Regions from separate parts of the Mus musculus genome. Here all the other regions are linked to region 2. Evidence: chromatin contacts called from public Micro-C and promoter capture Hi-C data. All regions are on one chromosome and are shown on one strand. Each heading gives the region's core, a stretch centred on a gene start, on an enhancer-like site or on the middle of the called end of the contact. The rest is flanking DNA. Distances are from core to core; before and after follow the strand shown. Region 1 overlaps Reep3 (receptor accessory protein 3). Region 2 holds the start of Egr2 (early growth response 2). Region 3 has its middle 37 kb from the start of Gm31416.

Region 1 (2,761 bases), core at 221-2,720, 520 kb before region 2:
ACACATGCAGAGCCACCCACATTTGGGGCTTGAGATTTAACAGAGATTTTATAAAATTATTTCCACTTAAAGTATTAAAGTACACAGAGTTAAAAAATATATATTAGAAGGAAAAAAATGTTAAGTCAAGGTTAATCGGCAGAATTCCCACTAAAAGACTAACTTGAGAAGTACTTAGGAAAAAAAGATACTTTCTTTTCAGAAAAAATTTAATCTTAGGGTATGTTTCTTAAGAAATAGTACAAACCACAAAACAATGACCCTCTCAAATTTTACCTGTTTCACAAATAAGTCAACCTAAAAGGGAGAGGTCAGAGGACACGCTTTGGAACTTGTGTTCAGATTTCTGTATTTAGATCTTCATTCGTTGTCTCCCCCGCCCCTCCAATGGCAGACAATATTCCAATGAAAAAACCCTACAGTTAATATAAGACAGTATTATAGTAATACCATTAAGGTTCAGGCATTTCTCCAAATGTACAAAAGAGAAAGAAGACGATGTAGCCAAGGGCTGACGTCATTTTAGAGTAGTTACATGTTTTATAATACTGTGGAAGTCTTTGGTGGTGACACATGGAATAAGATCCCTGAAAACACATGAGGAGTTAGTTCTGTCCCAGACCTCTATGTGCTAAAGTGTTTATTGCTAGAAACGATAGCAAGATCTCATTTTTTTAGCCCTAGAAAACACACACAGTGTGTGTGGAGGGGACCTATGAGGAACTGAGGTGGCCGTAGACAATTGTTTATGTAGTAATCAGCTTATTTCTGGTTCCTTTTTGTTTTTCACAGGATTTTTTTTTTTTAATTTCAAATGATGTGTGTATGTGTATCCGTGAGAAAGAATGTTCACATGCACGTAGGTGCCCTTGGAAATCAGAGGAAGGTATTGTACCCCCAGGAGCTGGCACTGCAGGCTGCAGTGAACTAAACACCTGGCTTAGGCACTAAGAACTGAATCCAGGTCCTCTGTAAGAGCAGTATGCATTCTTAAAACAGAGCCATCTCTCCAGCTATGGCTCTTCTTAATACCAGAAAGGAAAAAGAAAGACACAGTATAGACATATCAATTTTTATACTTAAACAACAGCTAAGTACGGGGAATGTTAGTGATCATGCTGAACGACTGGATACTAAGATGAAATGCTAGTAGGCTATAATTTTTGGATACATGTCAAAAGGCAGAGAGAAACAGTGCCTTAAACCGGTTTGTGCATTCGCGTGCTGGTGCTCCAGTTGGCAGTGTGGGTTAAGTCAAGGCACTGTGGTCTATGAATAAATTTACATCTCTTGAAAAAATCAGCATGCTCAAAAGCAGAAACAAACAAGGTGACCCGGTCCTCTTTAAGAGAAACAGAACAAAACAGCGCTTTAGCTCAGCATACAGAGTTCAAAGAAAAGGGCATGCTATGACATGAGACCTTGGGGACAGAAACAAAGCGGGGTAGGACAGTCATCAAGCGCATATGAGCATGTCTACAGCAGGGACAAGCCCGAGCAGGGACCAGGACCGGGAGGGTGAACGGCAGTGAGCAGGTCAGCCAACTTTAGCTCCGAGTCAGGCGGTATCTTTGCTTGAGAATTTTGATTCTAGAACGTGATATTTCTCCCAATTTAAAACGCCTGTGAAGTAGGGTATGGAGCCACACACCTGTAATCTCAGCACTTAGAAGGCGGAGGCATAATGTTGTTGACTCTAGCTGCATATGTATCAAAAGATGGCCTAGTCGGCCATCACTGGAAAGAGAGGCCCATTGGACACGCAAACTTTATATGCCCCAATACAGGGGAATGCCAGAGCCAAAAAATGGGAATGGGTGGGTAGGGAAGTGGGGGGGGGGGAGGGTATGGGGGACCTTTGGGATAGCATTCCAAATGTAATTGAGGAAAATACATAATAATAAAAAATATTTAAAAAAAAAAGGCGGCGGAGGCATCCAGAGTGACCATATACTGGAAGTAAGCCTGGGCTACACAGTGCATTTCAGGCTGGCTAGAGTGAGGCTTAGTCTCAAAACAACTTGGGCATGGTGGGACACACCTCTAATGGCAGCATCTGGGAGGCAGCGGCAGGTGGAGCTTTGTGAGTTTGAGGCCAGCCTGACCTACAGAGTGAATTCCAGGACAGCCAGGGCTACACAGAGAGACTCTGTCTCACAAAACAAAACACCCTCCACCCAAACAAACAAAAGTCAAAAGAAGAAACAAATAGTATACAAACTCATTAAATAATAATAAGTTTGTTTTAACTATCTTTTTTTTTTTTTTTTTTGGTTTTGGGATTGAACTCAAGGCCTTGTGTACCTCAAGCATGGTGTCTATCCTTAGCTCCTAAGGGTAAGTTTAATACTGATACTGGACTTGAATATGATACAATCTTGCCAATTTGTCCCCATGGAGACAAAGTAACTTACTGTACTTATCACATCACCTTATCAGGTAACACGGCCTCTGCAGGGAAAACCACCCATGCCGCACAGCATTGGTTCAGAGCAGGTCTGGTTCATGAGAAATGAATACATCCTGTCCAATAATTTATTGTGGGACTTTATAGATGTTTGAATAGAAATTAAAGAATCCTTTTCGAAAGGAAGAGGCTATTAGTCAAAGCAAAGTAGATGGAGATACAAGATTAAATTGGGGAGGAAAAAGATTGAATTTTTATTTCGTGTTAAAAATATTAACAATGTGATTCTGTGTAGAAAATATTCGTAGTATCAAGAGGTCATTGTGTGTGTGGGCCATTCAGGCACCCCCATGT
Region 2 (2,930 bases), core at 375-2,874:
ACCAGCAGTCGCAGGTGGGAGGAAAATGACATCACATGTGAAGATATCCAAACACGTTTCTTGGCACATCAAAATGCATGTGGTAAATCATTTGACGTGTCTCTTGAGTAACCATCATCCTGTTAACACACTTTGTAGAACAGCTACGAGACCGACCGAAAGAAAGTCCAAAACCACCCTGACAAGGCATTCCTTAGGACCTTCTAGCCATCTCCCAACTGCCCACAGTGCTACTTTACCCTCATCCCAGGCAGCCTGCATCAAAGGAATCTCCTGGGTTTTTTTTGACCTCCTCTGGAAAAAGCAAATGAGTCTGGCAGCAAATTGTTCCTGACTTGATATCTTTTGGAGTGTCTTATTCACATGTAGTGACAACTCTCTCTCTCTCTCTCTCTCTCTCTCTCTCTCTCTCTCTCTCTCTCTCTCGTCATTTGTTTGTTGCATTTTTATCTAAACACTAACAGTTCAAATGCTCCAAAGTAGGGAATCCTGGTCTCACCTTGGTATTCCACTCCCACATCTCAGGGTTCTTCCTCTCCGTAGAACAGAATCACACCCCCTGCCTTCCTCTTACCCCTCCTTGCCTCCAGGAAGGATACCATGGGGTTGGGTTCTCTTAAGACAGCAGCATTAATATGCTTGGTCATTCCTTCCCTGGAACAGGTCTGCAGAGTCGCTACATTGGAATTCTCCCTCTCCCTGAAGGGGTCTGTCTGTAACAGCCCCCTCTCTCTTGCCTTGTAGCCACCCTCTACTACCACCTCAGCTTCACTTTCCTCTGAAATGCCAAAGCAAGATGAAATTGATGAAGTCGGCGTGTTCTTCCCTAATGGGGTGAGCCAGGCTTTCTGAGCACCCCGCATAGTGACCAGGGCAAGGGACTTGGATCCTGAAGACCGGGCAGCAGATTTGAACTGGACCACCAATCACCAGCTGCGAGACTTTAGGCAAGTTCTTTTAGCTTTCCTGAACTTATCTGTCTAAGCTCGCTGGGGCTGGCTTGAAATATGTGCTCTTGATTTTGTTCCATTATCTACGCTGACTACATTTAAAGGTTTGTACTTTTTTTTTAAAGGGGGGAGGAAGAAAGTGGGGTATGGGGGGGTAAGTAAGGCTATCAAAGACTGGTTCTCCTCCGATGTTCTGGAAAGGCTGAGAGAGGGACTGGCCCCGGGCATCCTTCAGAGCCTGGCCTGCCTCGGGGCAGCTAGCCTCTATTAGCACCTGCCTCCCCTCCCCCATGTTTAGCCATAGCTGGGTCCAGCGAAGCTCTTAAGGGTAGGTGAGAGAGTTCTTGGAAGGCTCAGCTTCCACAGGGTTCCCCCCCACCCCTCTCCCCCTTTCTAGACTCCTTGATGGTATGGAACCACTTCTCTTACCCCCACTGTCCTCCTCTGCGAAGGTTGGTAGCGGCAATCCGCCAGCTTCCCGCGCTCCAGTCAGTTCTACCATCATCGGGCGTCTTGCCCTGGGCTGGCTTCCCTGCTCCCCATTCTCTCCGCCGCCCGGGAGCTCCCCCTCGGGGCGGCGCGAGGCGGCAGCCTGCGGGGTTGGCGACAGCGCGGGGGAGAGGGGCGGCTGCTGCAATCCTCCCGCCCACGTGCACCGACGGCAGCGAAGCGCCAGCAGTCGCCAGGGCCCGCGCCTCCCGCGCGGGTGGGTGCTTCACCTCTGGGGCTGGTGGGGGACCCGTAACCTGAGTCCCACCGCCGGGACCTCTATTTGCATAACCCGACCCCCCATTTCTTCCCTACCCAGGCTGGAGATGAGAGTCGGGCTCCCCACCGAGGCGTCGTCTTGCCTGTGGTCAGCGCGGGGGCCGCGGGACTGGCCGGAGCGCAGGCGGAGCGGGCTGGCGCACGTGGTAAGAGCACCACTATTTCTTCCTTTTCTCCCCCCTCTCCCTTCGAAACAGGGCTTTGCAGGGTTTTTAAGAGGGTGGGATACCCACAGAGGTTTCGCTGAGCGTTCTCTCCTGTCCCCTTTGAATTTGATCCCCAATTGGAAAGGAGATCGCGCGCAGAGCACGATCGAGAAACTTTCCCAGATAATGCTTTTGGGCGTTTGAAGTAATGGCGAGGACCATTCCCGGGAGAACAACTTTCACGGTTGGCACGAGGAGAACAGCGCTGCTCAGAGAGCGGCGACAAGCCGGCTCCTGGTGGCACTGGGGCTCCCCTGACCACCGTACTCCAATAGGGCAGGAGCCGGCGCGCTGCGGCCGCGGGCATCGCAGGTGATGGGCGGGAGAGCGCCTGCAGCGCCGCGCTCCCTCCACGGCGTGGCGCCGTGGCTCCTGCCCGCTGGGGATCCTCGCTGCTCCGGGTAGCGTGGGTCAAGAAAGAGAACAGCCTAGCCCGGTCTGAATCCCTTTTCTGCGGGACTTTGAAGCTGAGAAGGGCAGGGCAGTTTCCCAGCTTGCGTCTGCTATCCCAGGCTACGTAGATCCCGGAGCCTCGGGCTTGGGTACCCTGCAGTAGCCAGAGCGCATCGGAAGAGGGCTGGGCGCGTGGGGAAGGTGGGAACCGAGTGTCCGGAGGGCCAGCAGTTTTAGCTCTCTTAAAAGTTTTTGGTCATTTAGCAGGAAGCTTTCTCCTGGAAGGGCTTGTTTATTTATTGACTTATTTATTTGCCGGGGAAAACACGTGTGGGGGCCATGGCTACCAGAAACTGTGCCATTTGTTGTCACTCAGCGCAGAGGAAGCTCTAAGCAAGGGCGTGGGGGGGGGGCTATTCCTGGGGTAGACCTTAGGCGCGGGTGGTAGGATGCACCCCTCCCCGTGGGGGGGGTGCGGGGGGTTGGTGAGTTGTGAAGATGAAGGCAGTGTCTTCCTAGGATATCCTGACTGTCGCCAGGCAGGCAGGCGCACACACGCGCGCTGTCAAGAGGGAGGAGGTGTGTAGTGTGTAGCGTAAGGTGTGTTGAGTGG
Region 3 (2,923 bases), core at 393-2,892, 660 kb before region 2:
GTGTGTATATGTACCTGCCTGTGTGCAGCCTGTATGCACTGATGTGGGTCTGGGTATCTTCCAGGTTGATGATAAAAGGGATACCTAACTGTGTCAAAGATGGGATACTATCCATTTTGTCCACAACTTGAACTACCTTTTCTCATTCTTTGGGACAGATGTCGTGGCAGTGAGGGAAGCCAGAGGAAATCAGTACTCACTGACACAAGCAGATCTTGCTGTTTTAAGATCCCCAATGTGAACAGAGAAGGCAAGTAGTCCCTCAGGTGGGAAAAAAAAAAGTTGTCCCTTTCTGAGACTTCGCTGCTGTTCTTCCCCAACCTCTCTGCCTCTCCCTTCCTTTCTTGATTCGATCTTGGTTTTAGAGACAAGATCTCATGTAGCCCAGGCTGACTTCAAACTGGCTATAAAACCAAGGATGACCTTGGACTCCCAACTGTGTTGTTTTTACCCCTCTGGAATTATGGGCATGTGCCAATGCCTCCATGTCTGGTTTTATGCAGATACTGAGGATGAAGCACATGATTGTAAGGTACTGAGCAAACACTCTAACCTACTGAGCTGACCACACTTGACACCTCTGTGGTGGAGAATTCCCCTTCCTATCATAATTGGTCTCTGTTCTACAGACTATCTTTTAAATAACTTTATATATATATATATGTGTGTGTGTGTGTGTGTGTATATATATATATATGTATATGTATATGTATATATATATATATATATACATATATATGTATATGTGTGTGTGTGTTTTGCCTGTATGTATGTCTGTGTGAAGGTTTCAGATCCTCTAGAACAGGACTTATAGACACTTGTGAGCTGCTAGAAATTGAACCAGGGTCCTCTGGAAGAGCACGCAGTACTCCTAATCTCTGATCCATCTCCCCAGCCCCATCTACAGATTGTCTGTCCTTAAGACACATTGTCATTTTTCTATGCAGCCAATTTCCCTAGAAGAATCTGAGGAGAGAATCCAGCACCTGACTGTGATCAGCTCCAGAGACAGAGAAAGTTTTCTTCTCCTCTGTGGCCATGTTCCTGGTTCCAAAGGCAAGGTAAGGATGTAGATCTCCTAGGAAGGCATACTGAGCAGTTGCTAAACCTTTGCTTTAAAAGCTTTAAGTCTTTGCATTAAAGTCTTAGCAACAAGGACGTTGTCTTTGTTAAGGTTTCATTGCTGTGAACAGACATGACCAGGGAAATTCTTATAAGGGACAACATTTAACTGGGGCTGGTTTACACTTCCAGAGGTTTAGTCCATTGTCATCATGGCAGGATGCATGGCAGTGTCCAGGTAGGCATGGTACCGGAGGAGCCGAGATTTCTACTTCTTCATCCACAGACAGCAGAAGGCACCTGTCTTCCTCAGGCAGCTAGGAGTAGACTCTGATTCCACACTGGGCAGAGCTTAGGCATAGGCTCACCTCAAAGCCCACAGTGAAACACTTCCTCCAAAAAGGCCACACTTACTCAAACAAAGCCATACCTCCTAATAGTATCATTCCCTGTGGGCCAAGCATTCAAACACACGAGTCTGTGGAGGCCAAACCTACTCAAACCACCACAGACACTTCAAGAAAAGAAGGATGATTTACCAAAGGACATGTAGATATGAGAGTGGTTTTTAGAAACCAAAGAACCCAATGACTAAACCAAAACAGTAGGAAAACATTAGCCATACCCAGGACCTGAGAGCTGACTCTACCACGGAAAGGGCACCAAACCCAAGCCATTTCCAGAGTGGCAGATTAAAAACAGAACATGCCCCCCCCCCCCCCCCCGCCTCTTCTGGCCAGACTCACGTGGAGGAGAGCCAGCAGTTAAGACAGTATTAGAAATGTCAGCCTCTGGCACAGCCCTGGGCTGGACAGAACAGTGGGTGGTAAGGGAGGCCAAAACCAGTACCACAAACCTGGAACCACCAACCCCGCTGAGGGATGCTGTCCTGATTCCCCAAGCCAGTCCTTGTCCATGTCAGAGACAGAATCCTCCCCATGCTTGGGGGCTACTCACTCTACTAGCTCTGACATTTGAACAAAACTGCTGGTTTCCCATGTCCACTGGGAATTACTTGTGCTTCAACAAATTCATTTTATCTGTGAAACCAGAAAAGATGGACTTTTTTTCTTCATCTCTATTTTTTCCCATTTTTGAAATTTACCTACTCTAGAGAAAGAAACTCTTCCAGAATCGTTTGCATAGGAGAATATTTGCTTAAGAACATGAATTTTTTTTAGGGTGACATCAAAGTTGTATCAAGTTCTCAGATGTTTTCAGCTCAGTACCACAAACATTTATTGAGCAATGAGTTGATTGCAAGGCATTGTGGGAAGTTCAAAGACAAGTTACAGATGGTGTCCAACCCTCCCCCCAGGGATGGTAACACATCTGTCCAAAGACAGACTATGACATATGTTCTCATAAAGATTACTTGGTAGGCTAAGATAGCCTTGAGGGACTTACTAGAATCTGAAGATGAACAGAACTTTGATCAATGGGAATTTAGAGGGACAAAGAAGGTTACTTCATGCAGTGGTCTAAATGTTTCCCCTTCAAAACTTAAATTGCTGTTTAATTAGCACTAAGACAGTTTTAGAAAGGTGTGGTGGCTAGTTTTAGGTCAACTTGACACAAGCTAGATTCCCTGGAGAAGAGGAAGACTCAACTGAGAAAATGCCTCCATAAGATTGAACTGTGGGGAAGCCTGTAGGGTATTTTCTTAATTAGTTATTGATGTTAGCGGGCCCATTGTGAGTGGACCCATCCCTGGGCAGATGGTACTGAGTTCAAAGAAAGCAGGATGAGTATGCCAGTAAGCAGCACTCTTCCACAGCCTCTGCATCAGCTATACAAATTGACTAACACTTCAAACACAGGAGGTATCACTTTGGTAAACTGCTTTCTCAGATCAAGAGTT

The links. Promoter capture Hi-C pulls out the DNA fragments that hold promoters and counts their contacts. Hi-C and Micro-C count contacts between places; a contact is called where the count stands out from the background.
Region 1: a contact with region 2 is called in a Micro-C map of embryonic stem cells, with 3 times the contacts expected there. The contact joins the enhancer-like site here to the promoter of Egr2 in region 2. A contact is called at or near these places in 2 of 39 promoter capture datasets (cranial neural crest and pre-B cells), 1 of 484 Hi-C or Micro-C datasets (embryonic stem cells) and 2 of 115 datasets of contacts at active chromatin or transcription factors (memory CD8 T cells and pancreatic cancer cells).
Region 3: a contact with region 2 is called in a promoter capture Hi-C map of the SN4741 cell line, with 2.3 times the contacts expected there. The contact joins the enhancer-like site here to the promoter of Egr2 in region 2. A contact is called at or near these places in 4 of 39 promoter capture datasets (the C10 cell line, the SN4741 cell line, cranial neural crest and 1 more), 2 of 484 Hi-C or Micro-C datasets (B cells and CD8 T cells), 7 of 115 datasets of contacts at active chromatin or transcription factors (bone marrow-derived macrophages, embryonic stem cells, large pre-B cells and 2 more) and 3 of 9 other capture datasets (adipose tissue, embryonic stem cells and liver).

The regions. Positions count from the first base shown.
Region 1 is chr10:67,009,236-67,011,996 of GRCm38.p6, forward strand. It overlaps Reep3 (receptor accessory protein 3), which reads right to left. Exons shown (of 8, transcript NM_178606.5): 8 at 1-2,761. The region is part of intron 1 of Gm31763 (predicted gene, 31763); the gene reads left to right. Among named protein-coding and RNA genes, the nearest start is that of Gm31763, 5.5 kb to the left of the region's middle. Within about 2 kb of position 1,471, at least 15 of the 459 cell types and tissues checked have an H3K27ac peak or open chromatin away from gene starts, as enhancers often do. A contact at or near this core is called in embryonic stem cells, where this site is marked.
Region 2 is chr10:67,533,875-67,536,804 of GRCm38.p6, forward strand. It overlaps Egr2 (early growth response 2), which reads left to right and starts at 1,625. Exons shown (of 4, transcript NM_001373983.1): 1 at 1,625-1,656; 2 at 1,759-1,864. The coding sequence starts at 1,766. Gm32255 (a long non-coding RNA gene) reads right to left here and starts at 2,306. Exons shown (of 4, transcript XR_380523.3): 1 at 1,380-2,306.
Region 3 is chr10:66,869,544-66,872,466 of GRCm38.p6, forward strand. No RefSeq gene overlaps it. Among named protein-coding and RNA genes, the nearest start is that of Gm31416, 37 kb to the left of the region's middle. Within about 2 kb of position 1,643, at least 12 of the 459 cell types and tissues checked have an H3K27ac peak or open chromatin away from gene starts, as enhancers often do. A contact at or near this core is called in CD8 T cells, the SN4741 cell line and memory CD8 T cells, where this site is marked.